Regions from separate parts of the Pan troglodytes genome. Here region 1 is linked to region 2. The links are chromatin contacts, called in public capture Hi-C maps. All regions are on one chromosome and are shown on one strand. Each heading gives the region's core, a stretch centred on a gene start, on an enhancer-like site or on the middle of the called end of the contact. The rest is flanking DNA. Distances are from core to core; before and after follow the strand shown. Region 1 overlaps LOC134807397 (a long non-coding RNA gene). Region 2 has its middle 130 kb from the start of ADAMTS15.

What was found. Capture Hi-C pulls out chosen DNA fragments and counts their contacts.
Region 1: a capture Hi-C map of stem cell-derived neural stem cells shows a contact between it and region 2, with 4 times the contacts expected there. The contact joins two enhancer-like sites. A contact is called at or near these places in 1 of 7 Hi-C or Micro-C datasets (stem cell-derived neural progenitor cells) and 1 of 1 other capture datasets (stem cell-derived neural stem cells).

Annotation. Positions count from the first base shown.
Region 1 is chr9:132,792,809-132,798,206 of NHGRI_mPanTro3-v2.0_pri, reverse strand. It overlaps LOC134807397 (a long non-coding RNA gene), which reads left to right. Exons shown (of 2, transcript XR_010147711.1): 2 at 1-1,653. Among named protein-coding and RNA genes, the nearest start is that of SNX19, 51 kb to the left of the region's middle. Within about 2 kb of position 2,431, at least 6 of the 24 cell types and tissues checked have an H3K27ac peak or open chromatin away from gene starts, as enhancers often do. A contact at or near this core is called in stem cell-derived neural stem cells, where this site is marked.
Region 2 is chr9:132,507,740-132,512,790 of NHGRI_mPanTro3-v2.0_pri, reverse strand. No RefSeq gene overlaps it. Among named protein-coding and RNA genes, the nearest start is that of ADAMTS15, 130 kb to the right of the region's middle. Within about 2 kb of position 1,995, at least 12 of the 24 cell types and tissues checked have an H3K27ac peak or open chromatin away from gene starts, as enhancers often do. A contact at or near this core is called in stem cell-derived neural stem cells, where this site is marked.

The DNA of each region.
Region 1 (5,398 bases), core at 1,182-3,681, 280 kb before region 2:
AAGAGCTGCCTTGTAGTCGTGGGTTCCAGTGATCTTGGACCAATCTCTTCACTTCCCTGGACCTCAGTTTCTTCCATACAAAGAAGTTGAACTGGATCATAGAAAAGATGCTGTCCAGCTTGGTAATATCAGATAGGGAGCAGAAGCTGTCTCTTAGCACATGGCCAGATTCCGGAACAACGATGATGGTCTCCATGTTTGTCCTAAAAATGCATCTCATCTCAGTAGAGATTGTCTTCCACCTCATTTGGGTCTCAATTTAAGGAAGGAAGAAAGGAAAGAAACCCGGGGATTCTCTTCTTGAAAGGAATATACTTCACTTTCTCTAGGCTTCTAGGATAAAAACTTCCTATCCTTCATTTTTCCTCTTTAAACCTGCCAAAATCAAGTTGAGTAAAGATACCATACAGATATGAAAAAGAAGCCACATCCTTAAATTTTCATGGAGTCCAAGAGCATGCTCACCGCCAGTTAGCTTTTCCCAGGATGGTGGTGGCACTGATCATCTAGGTCGCACTTTTATGTTCATGTCCCAGAGCGTTTCCCATCAGCCATCTCATTTCATCTTTTCATCATTCCTCTGAGGAACAGACTTCACACATGTATAGGACTTTCTATATCACAAAGTATTTCATATCCAATGTCTTATTTAGATCTTGACAATCACTGTTTAAGGTAATTTGGCAAGTTATTAATACTCATGTTCTCATTTTACTGAAGAGGAAACTGAAATGCAGAGAGCTTGTCTTTTGCCCAGGATCACTCACCCAGTTTATTGGGAGGCAGCAGCACGGGGATTAAGAACGTGGGCTATGCCGACAACCAACCAGGTAGAATTCCAGCTCTGTCAGTAGTTAGCTGTCTGGCCTTAGGAAAGGGATTTCACACCTCTGTGGCTTAGTTTCCTTGTCCATTAAATGCTCGTAAGAATAGAGCTTTCCTCACAGAGATTGGGTGGGCACGGGAGCTAAATGAGCTCATACGTTTAAGAACAACCTCTAGCACACAGTGCATAATAAATGTCATTATTATTAGCAAAGCCAGGACCTGGGTCTTCCAGCTTCTAGCTCAGTGGCATTTCTGCTGCCCTACACCAGGACGATCCTTCGTGTACAGGTGTGAACCTAAAGCCTTCAGTGTTTCAATGAGAAGTTCCCCCAAGGTCTTTCTGTTCAGTAGGTCTAGAGCTAAGGGCCCCTGGCACTCTGTTCAGTCCTTTCGCTGGTAAACCACGCTGCCCTCCGTCGCTCTGGGCAGAATGTCAAACCTTCTTATGTTTTTAAAATTTATAAATCCAGCACTCTTATTTAATATTACTGACAGCCCGAAGGCAGACGCTCCCGCTCTCCTGGGGAAGAGGGTCTTCTAATCTGCCATCTTAAGGAGGTAAAAGGGCTTGACTGGGTAACTCATTGCAATGGGCACGTATTTATTACTGTCTCCCGGCCTTTTCTCATGCTGTTTGTACGCTGGAATTACCACTAGTGCCAGGCCATTTGAATATTTGACCATTTGTCTTAGAGTTCTCTGAATACAAATGTTGTTTTTCATACCTTTATTATGTACTGTTTTAAGAATGAAGACTATGTTGCATGTTGGTTTGTACTCTCTCCTGCACATAAAAAATGCTTAGTAAATAGATACACAAATGTTTCTTGATTCCTAAATTGATTGACTGTTCGGGGAACTAATGGTCACCTCTAAGTGGTTGACAGTTGTCTCTTCCCACCTCTTAGTCGCAAGTTTCAGATGATCAAAGAATGCCTAGGTGGCATTCAACAGTATATGCCTCCGTAAAGGTAGAAGGTTTAGGAGTCGTATGTGCAAGAGTGGAAGAAGTTCTCCCTGCACACAGGAGGCCATCTGCTACAAAGCCTCAGAACCTGGCCTCTGCCCTGTCAGCCTGCATGCTGCATGCATGGAAAAACAGGCCTGAGCCAGGGCTTACCCTGTCACCCAAAGTCCACTCCATGTAGTATGCCCGAAGCAAACATGACCTTGTTCTACAGTTAAAAACAAATGAAAGTCATCTGCCGGGGTCACTTGGTAATAAAGTCCTGCAACAGAAGGGGCTCTGCTTAAAGGGCAGCTCAGATCCAGGCATTAAAATAACCTAAATGGTGTTGTTTTCTGATCAAATTCCTTTCCCTGTCGGGTTTGTGATTTTTGAGCCTGAGAATGTCCCTCGCGGCTCAGGTTTCTCTGCTGTCACACTGATCTCAGGCCTGGAATGCAAGCACTGGCCATTGAGGTCTGATGTAACTATGTCACAATCCCAAAATGGAGAGACATTATCTCATAGATGGTGCAGCAGGCGGGCACCAGTGTGCAGCTGGCAGGCACGGCTGAGAATGCAGTCCTGGGCATATTCCACATCCACAGTTCTCAGTGGACACAGGGTCTGATGCCCGAGGCTCCAAGCCGTGCTCCAGTAAGTTAGGGTCTTGCACATCTTCATACTCAGGAGTAGGGACAGGAAGACACAGGCTGGGATGGAGATGGGCTCACTCCTGGGCCAGTCAGGTTGGCTTTCAGAAAGGTGATTTCTGGTCACAAGGCCCTTGAGCAGCTGGAGGACTTAGGCAGAGTGCGGAGAGCAGCCATTCACATGAGAAGACTCCACCCTGGAGGCAGCGCTAAGCAGCCATCCTTCCTTAACTGGGCCTCTGGGGCAGGTGGGGCCTAGTGGCCTGTGAGGTATACAGCCCTTTCAGCACTTAGAGAATGAGGCCTCAAGGGGAAACCATTAACCCTTTCCTAGAATAATAGCATCAAAGTCCTAACCATGTTGATCATGGAGTCTCATTTGAATTCAGAGGAGCGCCTTCTTATCCAGCCTTGAGGAATCAGGCCACTTCCTTCCTCCTTGGTTAGCTTCTTCACACCCCTTATTTCCCATGGCTCTGCTGTGAGATGCTTTTGTTCCAACCAAGCCATTGCCAATTAGGCCATGCCCACTTCTGCCGACTCCCTCTGCTCACTCCTTCCTTGCCTGAACAGTCTGCCTCTCAGTTTGCCTGGTCCTTTCCTCAAGGTCCACATTAAACTCCCCTTGCTCGCCCAGGCATCTCTCAGTGCCCAAGTCCCCATCTCTGGAGCTCCTTCAGAACTAGTGTCTGCGCCATGCATTGGATGCTTGGCACATGCGTCCTTCCACCGTCAGTACCTTCTCTTGTGTAGATGAGTGCATGTCCCTTAGGAGTGTCCTCTAGCACTAGACTAGTGTTTTATCTCTGGGTACTCCCAGGGCCTAGCAGTGAGCCTTGCACACAACACTGACTCTTGAGAATGCTCTTAAACTCTAAAGCCATCTTAGAATCAAAACCTAAGACCACATCCAGGAATACAGCCTCATTCCCCTGGTCTACCAGTGCCCTTACACACCAAGCACATGCCTGAATATGAGGCCTTCTCATTTGCTCTTTCCTCTACCCGGCATGGTTCACTCCCCTACTCCACTGTCTCTGCACAAATGCCACCTTCTCAGGCTTTCCTGACCACCCTGTCTAAAAAATAACATTCCTTATCCCATAATCCCTATCCTGCTGATTTTTCTTCATAGCACTTACTATTGATTTATATTCTATTATTATACTATATTACATTATACTATATTTGTTTTAATTGACAAAATTATATAGATTTATTGGGTACAGCATAACATTTTGATATATGTTTACATTGTGGAATGACTAAATCAAGCTATTTAAAATATGTCTTATCTCACATATGATTTTTTATGGTGAGAACACTTAAAATATACTCTGAGCAATTTTCAAATATACAATATGTTGTTAACTGTAATCACCATGTTATACAATAGATCTTTGAACTTCTTCCTCCTAACTGAAATTTTGTGTCCTTTGACCAACATCTCCCCAATCCTCCAACCCTTCAGCCTGTTAGCCACTATTTTACTCAGTGTTTCTATGAATTCAGCTCTTTAGAGTTCACATGTAGGTGAGACCATGTGGTATTTGTCTTTCTGTGCCTGGCTTACATCACTTCAGGTTACACTATATATGTTTAAATCTTTCACCGTGTGTGGTTCCCATAAGAATGCAAGCCCCATGAGGGCCAGGACCTTGCTTTATTCACAGCTCACCCTACAGCTCTGCCTTTAGCAGTGTGAGGAATATCGAAGGTGCTCACTGTTTGTGGAATGAGTGGATAGGTGAATGAATGAGCAAATGAATATTTTTCTGTAAAGCAAGGACCACTCTGTGTGATAATGGGACATGCAGCCCACCATGGGATGACGTAAGGCTTCTTTTCACAGAACCGAAGAGCATTTGAACTATAAAGGTCCTTGAAAGTAGGTCACCATCCCAATTGTACAGAGTAGGAAACTGAGTCCCAGAGAGGGAAAACAGATGGAAATGAACACTTGGAAAGTTAATATCTTTGATTTTTAATACTTCTTTCTAGAGCGTAGTCCGATGTAACAGTTCATCTGGCGAGATTCTGAGTTACCAATTTTTTATGGGTTTTGCGTTAGAATAATTTTATAATAATCAAAAGTAAATGAGAACAAGGCCAATAGCATAAAATTTCACTCCTTCACACTCCTAAGTGTTTTTCGAGGCATTGCGGAAAAGGAAGCATCTATAGTGGTTGGTCCAGCATCCCTTCAGTAGCTTAGATCTGCAGAAATACTGTTGGAACGTCGTTTCTTTATTCTTCCCATCCTTTGTGTGTTAGGCCAAACCCTGAGGACTGTCTGCCTTGGAGTAGAGAGGAAATCCAAGCATATGTGCAAAGTGGAGCTGCACTTTCAGTCCCAGGTCCTCAATGGGCCTTCTCCACGGGCACCTGTGAAATGCCAGCAGGGTCGTTGCATGTAGAGGGATCCCACTCAGTGCACCCCTGGGAATGGCTCAGCCGCACTGTGGGTGTAAGCATTAATCACACAACAGCCATTCTGCATATTCCTTTTTTATTCTCCAGAGAGTGCCAGGAAAAGTCCTGCCCAGTCAAAAGTCTTCTCTTGCAGCTGGGTGTTGAGGGTGATTGCCCCTCTCTCTCCTTGTAAGATTATGTTTGACAGCAATGAAAACCAACAGTTTAACAGCAGTAATCTCTTGGCAGGACAGATTGATATGAGCCTTGTCCCAAAACAAAGTAATCCTTTCAGGGAAGTGTATTTCAAGTTGAGCTCACGTTCCCAAGATGCTGAGATTCTTATGTAGCTGACACCGGAGCTGAGGCTGAGCCCCAGCCAGGGATAGCCAACGATTGCCAGTAACACCACGGAACTGAGTGAAGATTCAGGGGCTGAGTGTGTTCCTGAGTGCTTCAAACCGGGGGACCTGGAAACCAGAGGACTCCTGGGGAAAGGCTGTCAACTCCAGCCTGCTCTTCCTAAATGGCCTTGTTAGTAGTGACTTCAGCCCTGGCG
Region 2 (5,051 bases), core at 746-3,245:
AAACATCTTTCCTGACACCCCCTGAAACCCTATCTCTCGGTAAAGCTTGTCTGAGCTATCGCAAATTAAATGTCACCTTCTTCTGCCTCAGCTCCATCACAGGCATGGTACTCATCACATGTGACTCCAATTGTTATTACTTGGTGTATATGTGCCCTGCTTGTCTAACTACATAGTCAGCTTTATGCTGTAAGGTGGGAATACCCTTGTACACAGCAGGCAACCCGCACACGGGTGATGACTGGTTTCAGATGGGAAGAGCACAAGACCAGCAGTAGGACACCTGGGTCCTAGTCTCTACTGACCTTAAGCGTCTCACCTCTCTCTGCCTCTTAGCTTTCTCATCTGTAAAATCAGTGCTTTGAACTAGGTTACTAGCTCATCTCTGAGGTCCCTCCCAGAGCTGTGGTTTTCTGATAAAGAATGATATCAGAATGATTTTCTGATAAAAACTTCTTGGCGTTTCAGTTTTCCTTAGATTTTTTCAAAGCCTTTTTTCTTATTCTTGGGGCCTCAGCAATGGAAGTTGGAACTTTCAGATAAGGAATATCAGTCTGTCTCACCCAGCCCAGGCCATCTCTGGAATGCAATTGGGAGTTCAGCTGTAATGAAGACTGCGATGTGAATTTCCAGTTCATCTCAGCTAGCTGGATTATTCTTCAGGAGCAGACTGTTTACCCAGAAAAGATGGGCTGTTTGGCATGAAAGGCTTCTCACTGTATTCTTTACCCTTAACACCACCTACTGTTAGCCACAACTCCAATGCCAGCATCCTAAGGACAGCAGTTTAATAAAGTTTTAGAATATTTCCCTTCACAGATGGGCTAGAGACCAAGTCGAGATCACAGGCTCCTACACAGAAACCAGCATTGAGTTCCTGTTGGTGTTTCTAGAAACATAATTATTTCTGTAGTTACTGGTTTCAGTTAAGGCTGGGAAGATGCCTGAGACCTTTAAAAACATTGACATCTTAATCCAGAAAATAGAAGAAAAACAGATCATCACAGTGGCAAATTTCATCTCCTGATAGGACTGTCACAGTAATGCAATTATTGCCTGAAATTACCAAAGAATTAATAAACTTATCCTTATTCTCCAATTTGGCACCACATATTCACACACACACACACACACACACACATACACACACCCCATCCCTCACCACATTCCATCAGTGGCTTCATTATTATATCATTTTAGGCAAGACACCACACTGTGTCAAGATTTTAAAGACATTACCAAAATGTGCCATGGGGGAAAAGGCAATAGGATGAAACAAGAATTTCTTCTCTAAATGCCTAATTCTGTGCTGAGTCATCCGCCTTCACCCTTTCCCACCCTCGGGAATAACAACTGCTGTCGTCTATTGAGTGCTTAAGGGACTCCAGTCTGGGAGACTGGGCTGAGAACTTCAATGCACACATCTTTCAGTTAACCCTCATGGGAGGTAGGCACTGTTATTGTCCCCTTCTAGAGATGGGAACTGAGGTTTAAAGAGGGCTCAGAGCCCAGAATCACAGGATAAGAAGCACAGCCGGGCGTCAGACTCAGATCTCTGTGGCTCCAGAGCCCATGGTGATAGCCACCTTGAAATACAGCCATATTCATATCTTTTTGGCCTCACAGGGTGTCCTAATTCATTTCATTTGTTTGGATAAGTACAGATGGCTAGGATCACCCTAAGCTTGTCTTAAGTAGTTTCTCAGCTATTCCTGGGAACTTAGCAAGAAATGATAGCCAAGGTTCCTCAAGGCCACGTAGGAATATGAAGTTTGAATCCTTTCTTGATTTGGGGGGAAAGATTACTTCCCAGGACTAATACCTGCCTATTCCCACTTCCCTGCCTGGTCCCCAGGATGAAAAGGAAAGAGAGCACTGAGTATCTAGAGTGGGATGGGAAACTGGGCCCAAGCCAGCAGGTTTAAATACCTTCTGTCTGTACAGCATCCTGTGAAGTGATAAAGGGAGGCGTGGCTGGGAAGGGGGTGAATCATCTCACCAAATGTTCTTTTGTCTGCAGAATGAATGTGGCCATTAATGCTGCTCAGCCTTCCTCTTCCAGAAAACAATGGAACTCGACTGAATCACTGACTCCCTTTCAGGCATCTCCTTTTGGCTGTCTGACCCAGCCCCCTAATTGAGACTCAAGCTGTTGTCCCTGGCTCAGCAACTGGCACCCATGCCAGTCCAGAGAATGGATCTGGTCCCATAGCCTGTGGCTATCTATGGTGCTCTGAGCTAACCCTTTGATAAAGAAACCAGAAAACCAAGATTTCATGCTCTGGTAGGGCAACATCTCATGGCATAGGACAGACAGTGCTACCTTTTAGATACCCCAGGTTCCCACATTAATACCCGACACCCTGTGGGAACAGAGTAGTCCTGAATTGAGATTTAAAGCCCAAGTAGAAATCTTCATTTTGGCCTCCCAAGACAAGCCCTCTAAGTATTTTGATCAGAGTTATCAGTGCTGACAGGCAAGTGATGCTTCTACTCCTATCCAACTACTGCTCCTTAAGTGGGTCCTGCCTCGGGAATCTTAGAAGGCTTGGTGGGAATGTGATTAGTGAGGCAGGCCTTGGGCATTTCTGGGTCCCTCCCTTCCTGTGACCCCCATCAACATGTCATCACAGACTTACCTAGCACCCAGGATGACATTGTAGAGAAAATATGGTTTTTAATGACTAAGCCAAAAAGTAATTCAGAAAAGTGGGACTCCAAATGTGAGAAAGTTTTAGGAATATTTTATTCAATCTATTTTACTCAAAGTTTCCTTTCTTAGGCATGTACAATTTTTTAAAAACTTATGTGTAAGTAAGTCTAGAAGGGCATTTTAAAGACCTTTTTAAAGAAAACTGTTGAGCAATGAGAGGAAAAGACCTTAATTCATAGTTGTTATGGTCTGAATGTTTTTGTACCCCCCAAAATTTATATGTTGAAACTTAATCCCCAATGGGATAGTATTAGAATGTAGAGCCTTTGGGAGGTGATTAGGTTTTGAGGGTGATGCCCTCATTAATGGGATTAGTGCTTTATAAAAGAGACACCAAAGTGCTGCTTCCATCATCTGAGGACATAGCTAGAGGCCTCCATATATGAGCCAGGTAGCCAGAGAGAAGGCACTGACTGTGAAGCAGAAAGCAAATCTCCACCACACACCCAACCCACTGTCACTTGAGCTTGGACTTCCCACCCTCTAGAACTGTAAGAAATAAATGTCTTTGTTCATAAGTTATCCAGTCTAAGGCATTTTGTTATAGCAGCCTGAATGGACTAAGACAATATCTTAGCTTAAAATCACGCAGCCAGGCAATGACAGAGCCAAGACAGGAATCAAGGACCCATCCCCAGTGCCGTGATCATTTTGCTGTGGCTCCAGTGCCCTGCAGGCTGGCATTGAGCCACATCAGGTGTCCCCTCAATGCTGCCATCTGCTTGGAGCTCTGCTGGAACGCTTCCACCCTCTGCCAGCATGACCAGCATGACCCACCCCCACACCCCAGCACAGGGGACAATGAATTTCTATGAAGACATCAAATACACTTCTACTTCCTTCTCAGGTGACCACTGAGGGTGCATGAAAAGAAGCCAGCCAGCTGCCTGAACACGGCAAAGGAGACTCAGCCACCTGGCCCAGCCGTCAGAGCTTGAGGCCTCGGTTCCCATTCCCTTCCTAGGAAAGTGTGAGCCACAAGCCACATGGGGACTTGGCAGTGGAAGCAGATCTCACTGGGCAAACAGAAGAGAAGGCAGAGGAGAGTGGGAGGCAGAAGTGCTCATGTCTCCAACTGTTGGAGGGCCTCCTGGAGAGGGAAGGAGGCCCAAAGATCTCAGCTGAAGCCAGGACTAGAACTTTGCAAGGCTGACCTTGGCACCTGGACCCAAGGCTGTGGCTGTAACTCTTAGGCTTGCCCTGGACATGTTTCTATCATGAAAATCTTTGGAGATCTTCACCAGATTTTTTGGTGGCTTAAGAAATATTAGGGGAAGGGGCCTAGTGAACAGATTATTGCTTTTGAGCCTGTGGTTGCTGGGAAATACCAGGTTTCTATTAAAAGTTTTGGTAGTCAGAGCGAACATGTGAGGAGACTGGTTCATTGTTCACAGACCCTGGAAATAAACTCTTGAAAGCCATGGGAACTGGGATCGTGGAAGGATGGTGCATTTTGCAAACAATCTTAAAAATCTCGTCCCAGCTCCTCCATATATTTGCCATGTGGCCTCTGCTTCCTCATTTGAATATGGGGATAAAAATAAGCACTTTGAAGGGGTGTTGGAGGACATAAAAAGTACTTGGCTCATAGCAGGTGCCCCCCAAATATTTGTTCATTCTTCTAAGCCTTGAAGATTCCACCAGTCAGTGTTATGTTTAAAAACATCTTTTTAAACAAAAGAAGCCTTTGTAAAATAGTCAGGAGTTTTCACTCAGAAGCTGTGGGATTTGCAGGATGCAATTGGATATCATTTTCATAACGGCATGAGCTGTGTGGTCCTACTGGTCAGGGAGAATATGGAAAGAAGATAGAATTCCATCAATGTCAAAGGTCACTGCAGCTAGATGGGAAAGAAATTAATACATTGTAGACAAAGGAAAGCAAAGTCAAATCATGTAGCAGCCTGGGTTGAAGGCAGAATTTCCTTGACTAGCCCAGGATGGGGCTTGGTGATATAAAATGGAAGTAAGCAGAAAAGGATGCCCTAAATTCTTAACACCCTGTATGGCACAGGTCTCAGCAGACAAGGCAGATGCCAGAGGTAAACAGCCCTGCACCCACGCCAGGGTGCACAGCCTTTCAGTACAGCTGACCACTCATGATGTGTAGGCTACAAATAGGGCTGACAAGAATCCAGGCTAAAATCCCAGCTAAAATCTCTGAATTCTCTCAAATTGCTTGAGATAGCATCATTATGTCCTGAGTAGGTAAGCATTTTTAACTCCGGAAAGATTTAGAACTAAGAATAGAGGCTGGGCATGGTGGCTTATGCCTGTAATCCCAGCACTTTGGGAGGTCGAGGTGGGTGGATCACCTGAGGTCAAGAGTTCAAGACCA